2 separate regions of the Mus musculus genome follow, and region 2 is linked to region 1. Evidence: chromatin contacts called from public promoter capture Hi-C data. All regions are on one chromosome and are shown on one strand. The core of a region is the stretch at or near the end of the contact, and the rest is flanking DNA. Distances in the headings are between cores, read along the strand shown.

Region 1 (4,978 bases), core at 991-3,490:
AAACTAACTCTCTAATTTGGGGCTAAGATAGCTCAACGAGGTACAAATCACCAAACCTAACAACCTGATTCTGATGCCAGAACACATGGTTGGTTGAACCAACTCCCCTAAGTCATCCTCTGACCGGCACACAGGGGCAGAAGAAGCAAAAGCGTGCACAAGCGCAAGTGTGCAACACACATGAAATATATACATGAATAAAGACAAACAAAACACAGGGTGGATATGGGGAAACGTGACTTCAACCCCAGCACTCAGAGGCAGAGGCAGACACAATTTGTACATCTGAAGCAAGCTAGAGGTGCTACATAATGAGACTCTGAATAAAAATAAAAATTAAAAAAAAAAGCCTGACTGCGTGACCTTAATAGATGACAAAGTTGTTGACCATGAACTTTGTAGATGAAGTTGTGTCAGATCAACAGGTTGAACACATCTTCCAGTTACGATCACTATGCCTGAACTATGGACACTTTGCAAATCATTTAAATAACTACCCTGTATATTTATACTCAGTCAGTCCAACTCTTAATCCAATTCCTGCTAGGCTTTTGCCTATAAATAAACAGGGCCTTGGTTTATAGCCCAGGCTCACCTCAAACTTACTGTGTAGCAAGGTTGACCTCTCTCAACATATGATAGTCCTTAGCTTCCGGGGAGCTAGGATTATAGCTGTGTGCCACCATATTCAGCAAGACTTATGTCCTAACTGGAAAGTCATTGAAAATTTGTACCTGTCACATGCACACACTATGATATAAAGTTAAGAGGAAAGAGCATACAAAAAAAACATATATAAAGTCGGGGCAAAGGAGATGGCTCAATTGGCAAAGTGTCTGTCACACAAGCATGAGGAACTGCATATGAGGACCCACACAGCACTGGGGTAGGGAAAGTGCGGAGACAGGAAGACTTCTCAGTTCAGTGAGGAGACCTATACCCAACATCAACCACTGGACTCCACATGCATACGGATGTGCACACAAACGTGTACATACACCACATAAACAAGTTCACACACACACCCAAAATTTATAGAGAAATGGGGATGGCGTATGGGTAAAGCACTTATCTTACATAGAAGAGGATCTATAATTGATGCCACGGGTTTTATCCAAGGCATCAATCAAAAGGAAAAGTTAAGGAGTCAAGGCAAATGAGTGGTATTGATGTTCTACATCAATCTATAATAAAATTCTGCTCTATGTTACAGAGTTTGGAGTCCACTAGCAGGGTAATTTTACAGTCCCGGTAGTAATGTAAATCTTTTGCCATCATTCTAGGAGGGAGGAAACACAGGTCTTACGTATTCAGACAGAAACGTTTATACAGTTTTAGGTTTTCATACTGATCAGGGAGAAAATAAACCAAGGTGGTCGAAATGTCTAAGTGCTATTTACAAGCTGCGTTTAGCGTTTTTGATCCACTGTTTCTCAAAAATCATCACTTTGCAAAAGTCAAGTGGATAACTGAAGTCGTTCATGCCCAAACTGTCCCTTACTCGGACCCATGATTCTAATGGGAAATGCACTGCTGGTATGATCAAGCAAAAAAATCGAGAAAACCCGGACTCCATGTTACTCGAGAGTCAAGCTACAACCTCACAATCATCTTAGCGCTACAAGACAGCTATGCACCATGCCCTGAGGCTGCATTAGAGCCTGAGAGGACGACAAAAGGCACTAACTAGAGGAGACAGCTTCTCTTTTGTTCCTTGTTTCTGCTTTTTAAGATGCATGAAGAGCATCCACCCTTCGGCCGTCGGGAGTGCAAGACACGCCTGACAAGTGCTGGACACACCAGACAGCGGGGTGAGGACAGGGTCGGGTGTAGGTTTGGGGTTCCGGGACTCGTCCTCTCTAGAAACCGCCCGCCTTCCAGCCTGGCCCCGGGCAGACCGCCAGTGCGCACGCCGGGTGCGGCGGAAGGTCGCGGCCGGCCCAGGGCGGCGACTCCCGCCCTCAGGCGACCAACAGGGTCCGGGCAGCGGAGTCTCCCCTGCCTCGCCTCGCCCTAGGTCGGCGCCCCTCAGCTCCTCCTCCGTGGCCTCGGCCGGCTCCTCAGGCCCGCCGGCCATCCGCCCACCCGGCCCGCGGCAGCGGTCGCCTCACCTACAACCCGAGGGTGGGCCCGTCCCGCTCCACCAAGGCAACGCTGAAGGTCTTCTCGAACCAACGCCGTCTGCGCCTGCGCGACCTCGCTCCCCCGCCGCGCCTGTGCGCCTGCGCGCCCGTCGTCCCCCAGCGCGAGTGCGCGCGGCGCGGCGCCGCGCCTCAGACCAGACGTGCAAGGGGCCCCGCGGCGGGCGCCTAGGCCAACTGTCCGGCTGCGCGTGCGCGGGCGAGTGCGCGGGCGCAGTGGGGGCCCTGCTGGCGGGTGACCGGCGCGGGGTGGTGTGGAAATGGCCGAAAGGCCTTTGAGGACCTTTGCTGGGCCGGGAGGCGCGGCTCTCGCGAGAATGTGCCAAAGCCGTAGCTACTGTCCCCTGAAGGGGCGCGGGCGGGCAGGGCGCCAGCAGAGACCCAGGGCGGGCTCTGCGGACGCGAGCTGCCAGCCAGAGTGTCGCTCCCAGACCCTGCCACCCTCTCTATGGTGGATGACTTGCAGGTCTTTATGGGAACTTCGTCCCAGGTCAACTGTAATTTTAAAATGTGAGTCTTCTCAGTTGGAACGATGAGAGAAAACCCAGGCCCTAGAGGTTAGGCGACTGCGGGCTTCTAGAGCATGCAAGTTAATTCAAGAGAGAGAGAGGATGGAGAGAGAGCTCTTCTTAGAAGAGAAATCAATGTCGCAGGAATTGTGCAAGGAACACACCACTGCTTTAGAGCCACCTTAGTGACAACCGATTCCCCAGCAAACGGTTAAGGAGATCCCGATGGTTCCCAGGACTCACTCACTCCGCGGATTATTTACTGAAGAGGAAAGGACCTTCACAGCCAGAAAATCGCCTTCACCAAGTGACTAAAGCTAACTTCAGGTGCCCTGTCATTCACAGAAAGGGACACAAGTCGATATTCTTATATTCTTGGTTGTGAACCTAGCCTTTAACGGCTGAGCCATCTCTCCAGCCCACGAGTCAGTATTCTTAACAAAGCATGTAATTTGTCTATGGGCGAGAAAGCAAATCCAAATTAAGGGACGTTCTGCGAAGCAACTGCTCAATCTTCAATGTCATGAAAGATGAAGAAAAGGGTTTAAGAACAAAAAGATGTAATGCTAAAGTGTTTTTGTGAGTCTCAGTTGGACTGTGGATAAAACAAAAGGGCTATTGAACACAACCAAGCAACTGAGGAGATTTGAGTAAACTACACTAGTACACTAGTACTAGAGCAACGTAGAATCTGAGGGTACTGTGCCTTGGTTATGTACAAATGGCCTTTTTGGAAATATTTGTTGATGTTTCTACCGCTAACTCTTTTTATTGAAAATAATTTTTCATACACTATATCCCGGTCATGTTTCCCCACCCCCAGCTCCTCCCAGATTCCCCCAACCACCTGACTCCATGCCTTCTTTATTTCTCTCTTTAGAATACAAATAGTCAAACAAACCAGAACTTAAAAAAAGAAAAATAATAAAGAGGAAGTACGAGGAGAGTAGACACATAAACACAGAGTCCATAACATACACACAAAACACAAGTAAAACAAAACAAAAGGCCCAAAGTCAGAATCATTGAGTTCATTTTGTGTTGTCCCTCTATGGCTGGGCATGGAGACTCCATTGAAGAAAACCATTTTGTTTTCTTTGCAAGTGGATGCCAATTAGAGATAGTTTCCTGTTACGGATGGAAGCTTGTGTCCACTTGGAAGCACCACCTGACTTGACCCTGTAGTTCAGTAGTTTCTCTACCATCACTTACACAACTCAGCCCTGTTGTGTCTAGAAGACACTGTTTCCTTGGTATCATCCCCCAACCCCTCTGGTTCTTACAATCTTTCCACTTCTCTTCCAGTTGCCTGAGCCCTGAGGGGAGAAATTTGATGGAGACATCCCATTTAGGACTGAGTGTTCCCAGGTCTCTCACCCTCTGAACATTGTCCAGTTGTGAGTCTCTGTGTTAGTTCCCATCCACTGCAGGGGGAAGCTTCTCTGATGATGACTGAAAGAGGCACTGATCCATGAGTTGTTGCAGGATATTTGCTCACATTTAGAACCCCAGGACTGTGCACTGGAAAACCCTTATTCTGGTGTGGCTCAACCATAGCACACCCAGAGCTTTCTGTAAACACAAGCTAAATAAAGTCACCGGCAGGTCAAGAGGTAGAGCAAGCAACCGACTGAGAGAAAGTGAGCAAAAGGACGGTCTTTGAGTTAAGTAGTATTTAAGACAGCATAGAAAAGGAGAAAGCTTTTTTCTTCCAGGATGTCAGAGGAGTAGGAAAGTCAGCTGCTTTCTCTGCTTCTCTGAGCTAGTGGGCTTTCACCAGAGCTTTCTGGCTTCTAAGTCTTCATGTGGTAAATTGAACGTTTGGGATTTTGTTTTAAAAACAACGGATATAGCAGAATATTGTTAGGACTCATTTTATACCTAAATTCCTTTTTTTAGAACAGTAGAGTTTGGTTTTTCTCCTAGATCCATGGCCTATCTAGTCTCAGGTTCTTGGCCACCAAAGCAGTGTGAGGCATGTCAGACTCATGAGGTAGGTTTTAAATCCAATCAGACAGTGGTTGGTTACTCCCACAACTTTTGTGTAGGCATACATTTTCTTTGCAACCTACTTTTAATAAGGGTTCAACCTCTCCTCTGGCCTGCCACCCAGCAGAGGTAATGGAAGAGAAAAGATATTAGGATATGGGAGAAGTGGACCTGTTCAGCATTAATTCTTTGGGGGCAGGCTTGATCTTTCTCAGCAGTTCAGTCCTCTAGCAAACATCAAATATGACTCAGCCGCTGCAGACCAGCCCTCTAGGCAGGCAGATAACACACATGGACTAGCAACTACAGTCCAGTCCTTTTGCAGGCAGACATCAAGTA
Region 2 (4,978 bases), core at 1,392-3,891, 3.0 Mb after region 1:
CATATTCTTATGAAAAATATCAGTAAGTTAATTCTGAAGAGTAATTTGCTATAGCAAGTTCCAAGTTCTGAAACTATTAATGTAAACATCTAGTGGCCAGTGAGATAGTTCAAGGGTGTAAAAGCACTTGCTGTCAAACCCTGGTTAAATCCTTGGGACCCGGATGGTAGAAGGATAGAACTGACTTTCATAAGATGCCCTGTGATCTCCAAAAGGGTGTCAGGGGCATGCTCTTTTTGAGTAGTTAAGCAACAAAAAGATTTAAAATGTCTTATTAGAAAAAGTATCTATTCAAAAACATATTTCTGTCAGGGATGATATGACAGTACTGTCTCTACTCTCATAAAGTAGCCGAAGCTCTGACTGTTAGCTACTCTACTGACAACCAAGAACATTTTGATGAAACAACTTCATAGTCCCTGTGAGGATTAACCAATCAGGTGATACTGTTTTGTCCATGTGTCTATAGATTCCCTCAAAGGGATGAAATATAATCTCCCTGAAATTACTCAAGAGACTTTGAAAAATAGGAATTAGAATTGAGCACTTCGACCAATGGTTTTTATATTCTAATCCTGTAGTTAAGCTAGAACATAAATAAAACACAGCCAAGTAGAGATAGCACCAAGCAGCCAGTCAGTCAAGAGTGGTGCACACCTTTAAACCCAGCACTCAGGAGCAGAAGTGGGCAGATGCCTGAGTTGGAGGCCACCTTGGTCTAGAGTGAGTTCCAGGACATAGATACAAAACAAACAACAAAAACAAAACCCCAAGACAAACAAAAAGAAAAAGAAAGGAAGGAAGGAAGGAAGGAAGGAAGGAAGGAAGGAAGAAAAAAGAAAGAGAAAGAAAAAAGAAAGAGAGAAGGGGAGATTTTTGTTGTTGTTCTTGGCTAAAGGATGGCCTTTTCCCATTCTTTAATGCAATTTTTAAACATATCAAAATATAGCCTATAAATGGACAAAAGGAAAAATATACAATGAATGTGGCAAGTGGTGAGTGTTCAGTTAATCTTCTGAATGCACAAGTGAGATGACAAGGGACCTTAGACTGGAACATGTCCTGGGCTAAGCTTGTTTAAGAGCCATTTTACTTTTCCTTACACCTGAGGTCCTCGTGTAATCTTCATCAATAACAGAAATGCCACTCTAAAACTGTCTCATCTATTTTCCTCTATCATGTATTTCCAAAATTACTCAGCTTACATTCTAAAGCAGTTCAAATTAAAATATGTTCTTCCTTGAAATGTATTGAAAACTCAGCAAGGTTTTCTGTACTAAGCCAATCTTTTTGTTTTGTTGGTTACTTCCTTTATTTATTTATGTATATTTTTGAGACGGTCTTGATATGTAGCCCAGGCTGGCCTTGAACTCAGAGACCAGCCTGCCTCTGTCTCCTGAGTGCTGGGACTAAACGCATTTGTCACCACGTCTTTTACAACACATGTTTTTCATATAGATGCATGAGTTTATATACATTTTTTTTTGTGGGAAACTCCAAGCCTTACCTTGTCCAGAAAATAGCTAAGAATGAATTATAACTGTAGAAGGCCATGTTTATTTTTTTTGTTTCAACTAACCAACACAGAGACCTAGGCAAAAGAAGCAAACAATTTAGTATTTTAAAAAGGAATCAATTAAACATGAGAATTTAGGTGGTTTTTTTTTTTTTTTAAGAAAAACTAAGGCAAAGAGAGAGATTTGCATATTCAAGGTGTAAAATTTCCTTCAAGTTCATTTACAAAAGCCTCAGTATTTTCTTAGCTCTGGATTTGAAAATGGTACTTTTTCGATCCAAACACACAGAAATGGGTTCTAAGAAGATGATCCTGAAGACGATGTGGCCTCCAAAGGCTTTTTTTTTTTTAATTTTTTAAATTTCTGGTCAATAGTGTCTAATAATCTGCTGCGACGGTTAAAAGGAGAAAGACATCTTTATCTGTAACCAGAAAATACAAGTAGAAAGTAAGCACCCTGGATTCATTTACCACCAACCCAAAAGTCTAAAAGTTCTCACTAATTTCATGTGGGAACAGCGAAGACATAATGGTATCTACTAAAGGCTCAAGCGCAGATGCAGAATCTCCAGAGTCCGAACTAAGCTCTGTACCTTTAACTAAAACCGTTCTCCACCCCGAGCCGCTTCTCAGCTACTGGCATAACACTGCGATCTCGCAATCGTGCCGGAAGGAGGTTCCCCAGGCCCTCAACCCCACCCTATGGAAACCTCAGCTAAAAAGTAAACATCGCGAACCGGGCACAGCACCTCGGAAACCAGCCCCACCGCGGACAGCGCTCCTCCGGAGGGAGGCCGGGCCTGTTGCGGAGGCTCCCCAGCCCTTGGCCCCGGGGCTACGGGCCACTCCCAGGCAGTCTGCCCGGCGTTTCGGGGGAACCCCACGCCCAGCGCTGCGGGGTTACCTCTGCACCCCGCGCTCGCCGCACCGGTGCAAAAGGCGCCCTCGGCTCTCGGCCGGTAGTCTCCGCGGAAAGTGGGGAGGACTGCGGTGGGTCTGGGGATTGTTGGAGTGGGGTCAGGTACACCGTAGGGGAGAATGTCCAAAGTTTAGGGGAGAGATCGGGGTTGACGGGAGACGCCGAGGGAGCCCTTGTCCGCTGCGAGGTGACTAAGGCCCCAACCCTACCTTCCCAATTCCTCCCCGCCCCCACGCTAAAGGGGCCGGAAGCCCAGTCTCCATGGTTCCACCTCCTGCGCCTCGCCCTGTGACGTCACTCCGAGTGACGCCACTACCATCCAATGAGCTCTCAAATCCTGGGACTGGCTCGCGTCCTTCACGGCAGCCGCGCGGAAGGCAACAAGGTCCCCCGCACGAGCCCGCGAAGTCACTTCTGGGTCGGAGTTAGTTGAGGCAGCGTCTGTACTACAGGACCAAAGCTGCGTCCCCCCCCCCCCCCTGCCTGCCCACATTCTGTAGTCTAGCCAACTCCTCGAGAACTCCTTGAATGGAGGCCCTACCAGAGTAAGGTCTGATAGTAGCCTTTGTAACCCAAATTGGAGTCACTGATGACATCACTTTGATGATTCCGTTCCTCACCCTTTAGTCTCCGAAACTGCCTAGAGGTCTTGGGTTGGCGAAGGAGGTTGTGAGGTCCTGGTGGCAGAGGGGCAGCACTGAGAAAAAAAAAAAAAAAAAAAAAAAAAACCTTTCTTCTGCGGGGTCGAAGGCTGGAATGCTTCTGAAATCTTCATACGGAATTTGATTTTTCTCTTTAAAAAATGGTTTCATGTTGTCGCTTATCATTAGTTGTGTAGAAATCTCAACATTCAAAAATATATTCTAGAGTACTTGTTAAATAAGATAGGCATTGTGGGTTTGAGGACGTTTACGTTCCTAGGGCGGGCAACTAGCCATCTTGGGAAAGTTAAAGTTCTGAAAGCATTCTTGTTCCTATTTATCTGTTTTTTTTTTTTTCAATTTCTTTTTATTTTGCGGGGTTCTTATGTAACACGGGCTGGGCTGGAACTCAATAGGTAGTAGCAGAAAGTGGTCTTGAACCCTTGAACCACCTGCCTGCCTCCCCAGTGCTTAGTTACAAGTGTGTACCACTGCAGCCATCTTTGACTCTATATTTTAGTTTGCTTGCTTATTTATTTATTTAGAGACAGGGTTTCACGATGTAGGCCTGGCTGGCCCAGAACTCGTTATGTAGACCAGGCTTGCCTTGAACTCACAGAGATTCATTTGCCTGGTCCTCTAAATTGCTCAGATTTAAATGTGTGCACCACCATGCCTGGCTCGAGCTTTCTTCAACTTTTCTGAGAACTCTGATGATAAAATTATGAGCTGTACAAAATAGAATAAGTTTTGAGGGCTGGGCATGGTAGTGCATGCCTTTTATGCCAGTACTTAATAGACAAGACTGGCAGATCTGTGTGAGCTCAAGGTCACTCTGGTCTACAAAGTGAGTTCCAAGACAGCCAGGGCTACACAGTGGGATCCTGTTTCAAAAGAACTAAAAAAGAAAAGAAAAAAAGAAATGGAGGCCGTTTTTAATCCTAAAAAAAAAAAAAAAAAAAAAAGTATATTTCAACTAACCGAATGGACTACTTAAAATAAGCAAAACTTTTCAGTTTGGCCACTAGGGGTCCCTTTGTGCATGTCAGGCAATTTTCCACTAGGGGTTCTGTTTCACAGTCTGATCATAAAGAATTGAAATTTACAAAACTTAACTCCTCCTTCCCCGCCTTGAGACAGGGTCTCACCATGTAGCCCTGGCTGGCCTGGAACTCACTGTGTAGACCAGGCTAGTCTCGAACTCACTGAGATCCTCCTGGCTCCTGATTAAAGAGCTTATTATGTCCCATAATAAAGAGATTATGTCCCATGCTAAAGCTTCCCTCTCCTTGTTTTCTCGCTCTGATAATTCCAAGCTCTACAGTAATTATTTTAATATTTGTCAAATGCAAAAACATTCTTATCATTTTACAATGAAATATCTTATGGAAAAATTCTTATCCATGAATTATATTCACTTACAAGCAGGTACAGTAAAATGTATTATTTAAAAGCCAGATGAACTATCCCATACCCAGTATTTGAAACATAAAGAAGATTTTTTAATCTGGTCACAAGTTAACAATCCAGTTCTTTTAAGAAGGGTTGGGGGGATAAGAACCCTGATGAGACCCATTTGTTCAAAGCAATGAATACTTTCTCCAGGTTTGTATACTTTATCAGGTTTGACAATTTGGTGTTTAGGATAAATTGAATATATTTTTACCACCATAACCTGGAGAAACCTCTTCTGCTTCTGTCTTGATAAGCTGTTTGCTCGTTTGCTATTGAAAAGAGTAAGCATGGTTTGAACCTCAGAATAGGTTAGATGATGGAAACATAAAGTATTATGTGTGGGTAAATTGGGGAAGGAGGATTTCTGGGTCTAACAAGACTTAACAGATGAACAGTAAAGTGGTCTAAGGAGGTAGCTCATCTGAAAAGGTGCTTGCAGTGCCACTG

The links. Promoter capture Hi-C pulls out the DNA fragments that hold promoters and counts their contacts.
Region 2: a promoter capture Hi-C map of pre-B cells shows a contact between it and region 1, with 8 times the contacts expected there. The contact joins the promoter of Letm2 here to the promoter of Vdac3 in region 1. A contact is called at or near these places in 2 of 39 promoter capture datasets (liver and pre-B cells) and 1 of 9 other capture datasets (liver).

Annotation. Positions count from the first base shown.
Region 1 is chr8:22,591,573-22,596,550 of GRCm38.p6, forward strand. Vdac3 (voltage-dependent anion channel 3) reads right to left here and starts at 2,241. Exons shown (of 9, transcript NM_011696.2): 1 at 2,112-2,241. It overlaps Gm30086 (a long non-coding RNA gene), which reads left to right and starts at 4,749. Exons shown (of 5, transcript XR_870239.2): 1 at 4,749-4,978.
Region 2 is chr8:25,594,855-25,599,832 of GRCm38.p6, forward strand. Letm2 (leucine zipper-EF-hand containing transmembrane protein 2) reads right to left here and starts at 2,642. Exons shown (of 11, transcript NM_001364069.1): 1 at 2,421-2,642; 2 at 1,508-1,591. The coding sequence starts at 1,554. D830025C05Rik (a long non-coding RNA gene) reads left to right here and starts at 1,629. Exons shown (of 1, transcript XR_003947362.1): 1 at 1,629-4,353.